Regions from separate parts of the Mus musculus genome. Here all the other regions are linked to region 2. Evidence: chromatin contacts called from public HiChIP or PLAC-seq and promoter capture Hi-C data. All regions are on one chromosome and are shown on one strand. Each heading gives the region's core, a stretch centred on a gene start, on an enhancer-like site or on the middle of the called end of the contact. The rest is flanking DNA. Distances are from core to core; before and after follow the strand shown. Region 1 holds the start of Yaf2 (YY1 associated factor 2). Region 2 has its middle 52 kb from the start of Gm41388. Region 3 overlaps Prickle1 (prickle planar cell polarity protein 1).

The links. Promoter capture Hi-C pulls out the DNA fragments that hold promoters and counts their contacts. HiChIP or PLAC-seq counts read pairs in DNA pulled down with a chosen protein or histone mark.
Region 1: a promoter capture Hi-C map of second pharyngeal arch cranial neural crest shows a contact between it and region 2. The contact joins the promoter of Yaf2 here to the enhancer-like site in region 2. A contact is called at or near these places in 7 of 39 promoter capture datasets (the 3T3-L1 cell line, 3T3-L1-derived adipocytes, cranial neural crest and 4 more) and 6 of 115 datasets of contacts at active chromatin or transcription factors (embryonic hindbrain, embryonic limb bud, embryonic stem cells and 2 more).
Region 3: an H3K4me3 HiChIP or PLAC-seq map of embryonic limb bud shows a contact between it and region 2, with 5 times the contacts expected there. The contact joins two enhancer-like sites. A contact is called at or near these places in 13 of 484 Hi-C or Micro-C datasets (the C2C12 cell line, the P5424 cell line, Th2 cells and 9 more), 11 of 115 datasets of contacts at active chromatin or transcription factors (SST interneurons, craniofacial prominence, embryonic basal ganglia and 8 more) and 1 of 9 other capture datasets (embryonic stem cells).

What each region holds. Positions count from the first base shown.
Region 1 is chr15:93,334,951-93,338,335 of GRCm38.p6, forward strand. It overlaps Yaf2 (YY1 associated factor 2), which reads right to left and starts at 1,985. Exons shown (of 4, transcript NM_024189.6): 1 at 1,807-1,985; 2 at 1,390-1,515. The coding sequence starts at 1,832.
Region 2 is chr15:94,188,172-94,191,631 of GRCm38.p6, forward strand. No RefSeq gene overlaps it. Among named protein-coding and RNA genes, the nearest start is that of Gm41388, 52 kb to the left of the region's middle. Within about 2 kb of position 1,985, at least 16 of the 459 cell types and tissues checked have an H3K27ac peak or open chromatin away from gene starts, as enhancers often do. A contact at or near this core is called in embryonic basal ganglia, embryonic limb bud, neural tube and 1 more, where this site is marked.
Region 3 is chr15:93,509,036-93,512,528 of GRCm38.p6, forward strand. It overlaps Prickle1 (prickle planar cell polarity protein 1), which reads right to left. Exons shown (of 8, transcript NM_001033217.5): 2 at 3,415-3,493; 3 at 1,636-1,749; 4 at 193-330. Among named protein-coding and RNA genes, the nearest start is that of Prickle1, 85 kb to the right of the region's middle. Within about 2 kb of position 1,851, at least 33 of the 459 cell types and tissues checked have an H3K27ac peak or open chromatin away from gene starts, as enhancers often do. A contact at or near this core is called in embryonic basal ganglia and embryonic limb bud, where this site is marked.

The DNA of each region.
Region 1 (3,385 bases), core at 735-3,234, 850 kb before region 2:
TCTAATCCAGTGTTCGTCTAAAAGTATGAGAGGATACAAGTAAAAACAAAAGCAAAAAAAAAAAAAAAAAAAAAAAAAACCCAAGTCAAATGATCTCCATATTGCTCATTTACAAATACACATATATTATACACTAAGCCGTTTCCATCCTTATATAGACATATACACCGTGCTTTCCAAAACACTTAAAACGTGAGTCCAGAAATAGCAAGTAGTTTCTCTTTTTAGAATCTTTCCTTGAACTTAAAAGGGATTTAAAACCTTGCTTTTTAATAGACACCAAGAAATACTAAAAATATTGTATTCAATGTAAATGAGAATTCGTAGTAAAAACCTATTGAGATTTATGACAGGTATGTCAAAAACAACCAGTATTGTAGAAACAATAAAATCCTGACATGTCTCTACACTTACAATGTTAGTAAAATTCTATAAACTGAGTTTTTAAAAAAAAAACAGGATACATCATTTTTAGAAATAACTTTGACTATTTAGAATGTCAAAATTATACAGGCCCTCTGTTTCAAACAGAAAATTCCCCGTATTCTGTAATCATTTGTATTTGAATAGGCTTCATAGCAGCAAAATAAATGCCTTACTTAAATATTGCTACAAATCACTGTAGAAGTGGATTTAAAGGCGGCCTTCCCAAGGGAACTATGACCAAGTGGAGACAGATCAAGAATGCTACTGAGTTCGAATTTCCTAAATTTAACTCTTTTAAATGGTTTTTTTTTTTTTTTTTGGAAAGACAATTATAATACTATATGCCTACCATACAACAAATCCAGGGCCGGCAACAGACAAAGATCATGTCATCTCGTTTGTGTAAAAATATCCAGGCACTGGAGTAAAACTGCGTTGCTGGGTTCACCTCCCAACCAACTACTTAACTGTAAAAAATTATTACAGAAATAGAACAACAACAAAAAAAAACCCAGACGCGAAACCTTGGCCTGACCCTTTCCGGACATCCGTTACTAAGAAAGTTTAATCCATTACGATCCTACAAGCGATACTTTTTCCCCAGGGGGACCGAGTGACATCGCGGCCTTTCCTCCGTCCCCTCCCCCGCCCCGGCTCCCCGTCCCCGCCCCCTCCCCGCACACTAACACCACAATGCGACCAGCGATCACGGTCTCTGCGCCCGGCTGGGGAGGGGGCACCGCACCGGCCACGCATGGAACGGCACGGCACGGCAGCGGCCGGCGACCCCCATGGATAATTCATCCTCCGCAGCAGGCGCCACCGCCGCCGCCACCGAGCCCTCGCCGCCAGCCGCGGCTCAGCCGGGTCGCGCCCCACCGCGGCCGCCGCCTGGCTGGCCGCCCCGCCGTCCCGCGTCGCGCGGGGGGCCCCGCGGGGGATCCACGGGCGCGCCGGACTCACCGGGTGGAGGTGCCCTTCCGCACATCGCACATCATGCACTTGAAGGCCTCGGCGCTGTTCCGGAAGGTGCAGACACTGCAGTCCCAGTAGCCCTCATCCGAGGCGGGCTTCGGCTGCCGCTTCGGCCTGCAGGACACAACCGGACACGACGCAGCGCGGGGTCAGCCGCAGGCCGCGCCCGGCCCCGCGCCCCGCCCCGCCCGGCCCGCGACCCCCGCCCCGCCCGGCGCCGCGCGGGGGAGGGGAGCGCGGCCGCTGACCCCGGCCGCCATCGCGGCCCATTGTGGGCAGCCGCGCGCCCCGCCGCGCCGCGCCGCACCCCCTCTCCCCACACACACGCGCGCGCCCCGCGCCGCGCCGCTCCACGCCACGCCACGGGACCCCGGGCCGCGGGCGCTCCGCCGGCGGGCGCCCTACCTGGTGGGGCTCTTCTTGTCGCCCATGCTCGCTGCCGACGCGCGCCGGTCTGTCAGCGCCGGGGTGAGGGGCCGGCGGAAGCGCGGAGGCGAGGGGGCGGGGAAGGCCGCGCCGCGAGCTGCAGCCGCCGCCGCCGCCGTCGCCGCCGCCGCTGCCGCCGCCGCCGCCGGATCCCACGCAGCCTCCAGCTGTCGGGGAAACTCCTGCCTGCGCGCACGTGACCCGCGCCGGCCAACCAGCGGCCGCGCCGGAGACTTCAAACGCGGGGAGCGCGGCCCAGCACCGGCGGCGAGTTCGCGGCGCCGCCTCCCTCCAGCTCGCCCGCCCGCTGGCTGCCCCGGAGCGCTCCGGCCGTGGCTCGCACGCCCCGAAGGGCGCGATGGCAGGCGCCCGCAGACACGCGTGCGCCCGGCGCGGCGGGGACTGTCATCCTTCCTTCTGGGGAAGCGACCCAGAGGCTCGGGAGAGGTTCGGTGCCCTGCTCTAGCTTACATAATTCAAACGTGACGAAACCAGGGTCTGATCCGGTTTTAATTGCAGCGGCGTCCTCCTGGCCTCACGGGGCTCTGCAGTGGCTTGTTATAAAACGGACGCTCGTGAGCCTACGTAAGGCAGACGAGGTTGCTTGTGCCCTGGACACCACCTCCCCGAGTCTCCTTACTCCAGCCTGTCGGGGATACACACCTCGCCTGCTAGACCCAAACAGCCATCTCGCTGGTCCTTGAAGCTCTGCTTCCCACCTCGCCGATCTGGCGGGTACCCCACAACCAGAGTTAGCTTGACATCCCTCTGATCGAGGGGCGACTTTAGCATGCCAAGTCGGTGAACCGTCATCAGGAAAGCTGCCCCTGAAGAAAGGAGAGATGAAATCCATCCCTTCTCGGAGCCCTGCCTTCTTCTGCCTTATTTGGGTGTGCTGATGGAGGCGTTGTAGCCTCCGCATCAGGCTTAACTAACTGAAGGGGACCCAGTTCAGGCACTGCGTACTTAACAGTTGATCTGACTGTGTGGCTCCTGGGATACTATAAGGTTGTTTAGAAAATGTATCCAGCTGGGCCAGAGCAGGATGGAGCAAATTTTCATCATGATACTCAGAGTGAGATGGCAACTAAAAACTTGAGGAGTTAACTGTTTAGGAAGTCCTTAATATTTTGAACTATATCGTCTGTGGGTAATTGAAACAGGAAAGCAAAACTCCAGCAAAAGGGAGACTACTGTATTGATGTGTTACTTACCAAACAAGAGTTAATAACCAAACTGGAGGATGCTCTCCTTTTTATCATTGGGAATATGATATTAATTGGGGTAATTAAGAGGGAAATAGGCTTCAAGCTTCTGAGAAAAGAAAGTCAAAATGAATTATAGCAGAACGGGTGGGAGTATACAGCTCAGAGATGGAGCACTTGCACAAGGCACTGAGTTACTAGAAATTTGGAAAAGCATTTAAAAGATTGTTTTATGTGGGGTTTGCTTGGGTGCTTAGTATTACTTTATTTTTGCAGAATAGAGAGTCTGACTTAGTTGAGTGTAAAAGTTATATATTAGAGGTTGCGTTAATTTTCCAAGATAAAAGAGGCTG
Region 2 (3,460 bases), core at 735-3,234:
TGTACTTCTAACTTATGAAATGTTCCTTGACTCTGAAATAAAGACAAATAAACAAACAAACACACAGGCCCACAGTAATTCCCTGGAACAGCTTCTTAACTTTGTTATTTTATTGTATTGTATTTTATATTGCTTTTTTTATTTATTTACATTTCAAATGTTATCCCCTTTTCCTGTTTCCCCTCCACAAACCTCCATCCCACTCCCCTTCCCCCATGCTTTTATGAGGGTGCTCCTGCACCCACCCACCCACCCTCTGCCACCTCACTGCCCTAGCATTCCCTTTGGTTGGGTCACCGAGTCTCCAAAGTAACAAGGGCCCCCCCTCCCATTAATGCCAGATAAGGCAATCGTCTGCTACATATGTGGCTTGAGCCATGCGTCCCTCCACGCGTACTCTTTGGTTGGTGTTTCAGTCCCTGGGAGCTCTGCGGTGGGGGTTGAGGTGGGGTTGGTTGGTTAATATTGTTCGTCCTTCTTAACTCTGAAACTAGCATCGTTGTAGTTAATTCTTATCTGTTAGTGGTTGAGAATAACAGCCTGCAGGTCAAACCTAGACAGTGTCTGGTTTTGAACCTCATGACCCAAGGGTCATGCTTGAAGGGCTCACTGTAAGCAGTGGGAGCCTACATAATAGTCACGCGTCTGCTCTTTGACTTCCAGATTCAAAAATAGTTCTGGAAACTGGAGTGGTGACTGTTTTCTTTATCACTTAACATTTAGAACACTTTTCTCAATCACTACCTTCATGGGTCACCTTTGGTGACACCCTGAAGAATGAAGAACCAGAGAAGCACCGTGAAGTCTAAAATTGGCTTCAGATAAAGCTAAGCAAAATGATGACCATACACCGTTCTTTGCTTTGGCAGCCAGGATAAAAGTGCGTATGGCTGTGCGTGGCACACACACAGGCTGAGAAAGCCTGGTTTCTCTAATTATTTTTTTTTTCTTTTTTAAAGCAAGGCTCCAGTATGTCATTTTGACTGGCCTGGAACTCATAGAGATCTGTGTGCTTCTGCTTCTCAAGTGTTGGGATTAAAGGCATGTGCCAACATGTCCACTCTCTGGTTCGTAATATAAAAATGATCATCAAGGCATTTCCCAAATATATACTTCATGCTAATTCTTCGGCAAACTACCACTCTGAATTCTGTTGGAGCAGAATGACTTTAAAAGTAATTTAGGTCAACATAATAGCATGCTTTGCCTTTGGGTAAGAAAAACACATTCCTAAGATATAAGGGGAAGATCGAATTATTAAAATAACTCAAAAATGACTCATTATTTAAGTGAAGTTTCTCTCAGAGAACAAGCACTGACCACCTAAGTTGTTAAAAATGAGAATTATTTTTCTTAAACTTTTCTCATCTTCCCATTTGTCATTTTATTCATGTCAGTCAGGGAAAGAATTACAATGGCTTCCTGAGATCCGGGAACATTCTAGGTGGTTCCTCTCCGTGTCTGACTTGTGCTCATCTGGGTCTCTGGGCCTCTGGGACTCTATAAGCTTTCTAATACCTGTGTGGATGTCCATTGTCGGAGCTGTGTCAGACTCAGGTGTTCACGTTAGACATTTAGAGGGCAGCCTTAAGCCAGAATCAACGGCCTCGTCTTTCTCACAAAGTCTTTTATATCTTATAAGAAAAATTACACTGTTTGAAATGAAAGACTTTTCAACATTAACTTCTAGTCAAGTCATCCTAAAAGATTTATTTCCTCAATCGAAGGAAGACAGGGCTTAAATGCAAATATGGTGCCATTTGGAAAAACTTCCTTGGACAAATGCATGTGCAGGTGATAGCTGCTCTGGGGAAAGGTGGACTTCACATTCTGAAGGGAGCAGCTACTTGATGCTAAATGCACTTCCAGCTTTGCCTCTGGCTCCCAGCACCAGACAGGATATCTGAGGACACTTCACCAGAGTGGAGCAGACCGTGATTTTGTTTTGCTCCATTTAGTCTTGTGTTGGCTGCTGACATCTGTTCTTAATGTACTCCAGAATGCGGCCACTTGCATTAGGCTGCAGTGCCTGATCATTATGCCCTTTGAATAGCTGCGCTATTTTGGCTGGCGTTAATTTTGTTGTCAGAGATACAGCTGTTGTAGGAAATATTTTGAATTTTTAGTCGCAGCTGGCATTCTGAAGTGCTGGAGCTCTGAGCATGGATATCCATCCATTTTCTAAATGGGTAATGCTGGTGCTTTGAAAGGGGGCCTGTCGAAGTGGGAGGAGAATCATTAATCCGTGCTGCTTCACCCTGGGTCTTGCTACAAACACTGCCACTCACCAATCAAAATAAGCATATTGGTGTGTTTCAGGAGGCTTGCTTTTAGAATGTTGCTTCCGTCTACTATAGATTCAATGACATCATCCACAGAGAATGTGGGAACTGAAGTATTAAAGTAAGAGCATAAAACTGAACAATGAGAGGAGGGGCTTCAAGGTTGGGAGGCAGCTAATTAAGGGGAGGGATGAGTTAGACCCAACAGAATTTAATAGATATTTTTAAATTCATCATTGTTGTTAAAGGTAAGTCAAACTTACTTTACTAGTATGCATAAAAACATACAAACCCATATGTATATATATGTATGTATATATACATATATAAATATATATATATACATGTATACACATATACACATATACAATATGCGCATATACACACACATATATATAAAGAACCTGATAATGTTTTGATATGTATATGCATTATGCAGTGTTTAAATCAGAGCAAAAACACCTGTCTTCTGAAACATTCATTTTTTTTTTTTTGCTTGAAAGGAAACATTCAAATCTTTTCCAAATTAAGATGGCAACACTCTTATGTCTACTCAGTTCCATGACAGCAACCATAGCCATAGTCCCTTCCTCCTCCTATCAAACTGTAGCAGCTTCCAAAGAGTTTCATTATCAACTGTCTTACACAGACGTCCTCTAACAGACAGCATTTCCCTTAGACCAGTATCCAGGGAGTTGGTACCAACTCAAACATTAGGTTACTCATCAAATAATTTATTTTGCCGTGGAGACTTGGAATTTATTTAGTGATAATGATTTTCACTCCCTCAACATTAAAATACACCAGGGGTAAGACATCTGGACGCTTTGCCAGAAGCTACGCTTAGACAGAACCGAAATATGATCGGTACCAAGTAGCATCCCAGCAAATGTGATGAGATAAAGCAAAGGTGTTCACCAGCAATCCTTCCAAAAAGGAATGAAGTGATGGAAGGGAATATTTTGATAAGAAGATTAGATGGTAAGGTTCTTGAGTTCCGAATCGAAAATTGCATCACCCTTGCATTGAGAAACCTCTGGTACAGAAAGGTCCCTCTCACCTTCTCTTGTCCTTCTGCCCCAAAGCAGTGAATAAAAGATTGCTTCGGCCTTTCTCTGAAGTCAGGACACTTGTATGAGAGATACCTTCCCTACGCTCTGAGGAAAGAATACATCTCT
Region 3 (3,493 bases), core at 601-3,100, 680 kb before region 2:
TTATATCGATATGTTTTAACTACAGGGTTTCCCCCCTGCAAGACCCAGTTTCGTTCAATGAGACCGACTCCTGTGGTCACACAGCAGAGTGAGTAAGAAGCTAGGGTATGCATTCACGGCAGCCATCACCTACCCTCTGGGTCACCCTCCGCCGCTCCCACCAACCCTCTGCTCGCTCTAGAGAGGGCCTACCTGCTCACACACGGCGTGCATCACAGCTCTGGACAAGAGTTTGATGGTTCCTCTCCCCAGAGCTTCTTTCTTCCTCTGAGCACTGAACACCTGCAGCTCCTTCTTCTCTTCTTCGCTCAAAGACTGGCAGTACCGCACCTTCACAGGGGAGGACGGAAGTGCGTCACGGCGGGCCGTCCTTACAGCCCTTCCTTCCCAGAGTTTCAAGAAGTCAAACAGGGAAGCCTAGCTGCCCTGCCTCTAACCCTCAGTTGGCATGGCCGGGCGAAGCGACACACGCGCTTTCTATCCCAGGCACCCATGACCTAGAGACCTGTAGATCTTTGGGAGTTTGAAGCCAGCCTGGGCTACAGATCCAGATCTAGACCCTGTCTAAGAAAGAAAGAAAGAAAGAGAGAGAGAGAGAGAGAGAGAGAGAGAGAGAGAGAGAGAGAGAGAGAAAGAGAAAGGAAAGAAAGAGGAAAGAAAGAAAGAAAGAAAAAGGAAAGAAAGAAAAAGGAAAGAATGAAAGAGAAAGAAAGAAAAAAAGAAGAAGAAAGGAAGGAAGGAAAAGAAAAGGAAGAAAGAAAGAAAGAAAGAAAGAAAGAAAGAAAGAAAGGAAAGAAAGAAAGAAAGAAAGAAAGGAAGGAAAGAAAGAAAGAGAAAAAGAAAGAAAGAAAAAGAAAGAAAGGAAGGAAGGAAAAGAAAAGAAGGAAGGAAGGAAGAAAGAAAGAAAGAAAGAAAGAAAGAAAGAGAAAGAAAGAAAGAAAGAAAGAGAGAGAAAAAGAAAGAAAGAAAAAGAAAGAAAGGAAGGAAGGAAAAGAAAAGAAGGAAGGAAGGAAGAAAGAGAAAGAAAAAGAAAGAAAGGAAGGAAAAGAAAAGAAGGAAGGAAGGAAGAAAGAGAGAAAGAAAGGAAGGAAGGAAGGAAGGTAGGTAGGTAGAACGGACCTCGGTCTTTAGAAAAGAGGCGTGCTACCTGACAGAACAGGCGTGGCTTATTCTTTTCTGAATGTGAACTGACTGCAGGAAAGGATCCCACCTTTCTCCGAAGGCTGAAACTGGCTGTTTTCACTCCACATTCTACTGGCGCTCAGGTCAATCCTGAAACACCCTGAGGTGCCCACCCTGCACATGGAAGGAACCGCTCCTGATAGTTAATTGCTGGGTGGCTGAAAACACTATCAGAAACAACAAAACCCATGTGGGGCTTCCTGCTATGGTGGCGTTCTCTCTCTTCTCTAGGAAGGAAGGGAGGGAGGGAGGGAGGGAGAGAGAGAGAGAGAAAGAAAGAAAGAAACAGAGAGAGAGAGAGAGAGAGAGAAAGGGAGGGAGGGAGGGGAGAGAGAGAGAAGCTGTATTTTTAGGGTGCATTTTAAGAGAGGCCGAGCTGGGACTTCAGAAAGACCCCTCAATGCTTACTGTTTATTTTCTTTTTACTAATTAGCTTTCCTCCTGTTACTATACCTCGTTATCGTGTGGAGGCAACTGGTACAGGAGCTGTTTAATCCTGTGTTTCTCCCCAGGGCTGTTAACATAAGGAACCTTTTCCTCTGGCAAGCATGCGAAATAGAGCTGGATCTGTGGAGGCAGAAGCAGGGCATGGTGACATCAGTACACAGGAGGAAGGGCTGAGCCGCCTGCCTTTATCCTTCCCTCCTTTCCAGGGCTCGGCCTCCTGCAGCTAATGAGGGGACCAGCTGAGCCAACTCAGCAGAGGTGCAAACCTGCATCTGCTAGCATCCACTAGCATCCAGCTGCTAAATTGCTCCTCAGGAATGCAATTTGTAGTGACAATTAAGGGCACCATAAATTATGCGCGATCAAATGTGCACATTTATGGCGACTCTTCTTCCCTAGTCTTGCAAAGGTCAGCTGAGGGATCAAGGGGAGAGTGCTGGGTGACTTCTGTAAGTGACCACACAGGCTGTGTGACAAGATCCAACACCCAGCCTCTACACAAATAGACTCAGTTTTCTCTCGGAATTCTACGGTTCTCTCCAGCCTCGGCATGGCAGGCTGTCACCGGTGGGAGCTGCAGTATCCAGCTTCACTTTCCCCAAGGAAGCAGGAGAAGGGAGATGCTGAGCTAATCTGATTGTTGTCTTTTAGGAGCGTCCTAAAAGATGAACGCAGGATCCTGCATTGCTGAGATGGAACCAAAGGCATTCAAGTTAAAAAAAAAAAAAAAAAAAAAAGGAGTTTAGGGACCTGGGACTTGTCTGCTAGAAGCAGACCTACAAACACATGCCATCCAAAGACAGGAAGGATCTTCTCTACGAAACAGTTCGTCAAAACTCCACTTCCCTAACTGCTACACCAGCATAATTTTCCTTCCTGTATTGTTCTAGAAGCTTTTCCTTACGGTTACTATCATTGGATCCCATTATGGATGGTTGTGAGCCACCATGTGGTTGCTGGGATTTGAACTCAGGACCTCTGGAAGAGTGGTCAGTGATCTTAACCGCTGAGCCATCTCTCCAGGCCAAGATTCCCTATCTCAAAAGGGGTTCCCTTCCACCGCCCAAAGAACAGTAACTCATAATCAGGCACAGAACTGGTGGCATCTTCTATTCTGAAGGATACCTTTGCCTGTACAGGATCTACCAACCATTTTTAATAACCTCATCATAAGGATATTGGGAAATAAAAACAGGCAGGCAGATCGCTCCCATCTTTAAAACAGAGAAACAAAGGATGTGCCACAATGATGTGTCTCTGATCCCCACTGTAGTTGTCAAAGGCCATGTTTATCAGCAACACCACATTCCTCTTCCGTAGAGGGGCATTGTGGAGAACTGGCCTGGAGGTCGTCCTTCTATTTCCTTTTGTCCTTACTGAACCTTTGAGACATGTAATAGTGGCATACACCTTTAATTTCAGCACTTGGGAGGCATAGGAAGGCAGATCTCTGAGTTCTGTGAATTGGAGGCAAGCCAGGACTACACAGTGAGACCCCATTTCAAAAGACAAACACCCCTCCCCCACCCCACCTACCATTTAAAAACAAACAAAAAAAAAAAACAAAACTCCAAATGAGGAACGTTTCTCTTCCCTAAAAGGTGACTTGTGAAAGTCCTATCAGAAACGCCTGTGGTGCCCTGCATTTGCATTAATCACGATGGCAGAAGGAGGGCATTACTGAAACCAAACCAGACCTTAGACAGCAAAGCCAGCCAGGGAGATGAGAGGTTCCACACTTCCCTGGAAAGCACATCAAAGGGGACAGCGTTGCTTCCTACCTACCTGCTCGGGCCTGAGGCCCGGTGGGACCCATGCATACTCTTCAAGTGCACAGCCGGAATCATCATCTGATGTGGAGCTT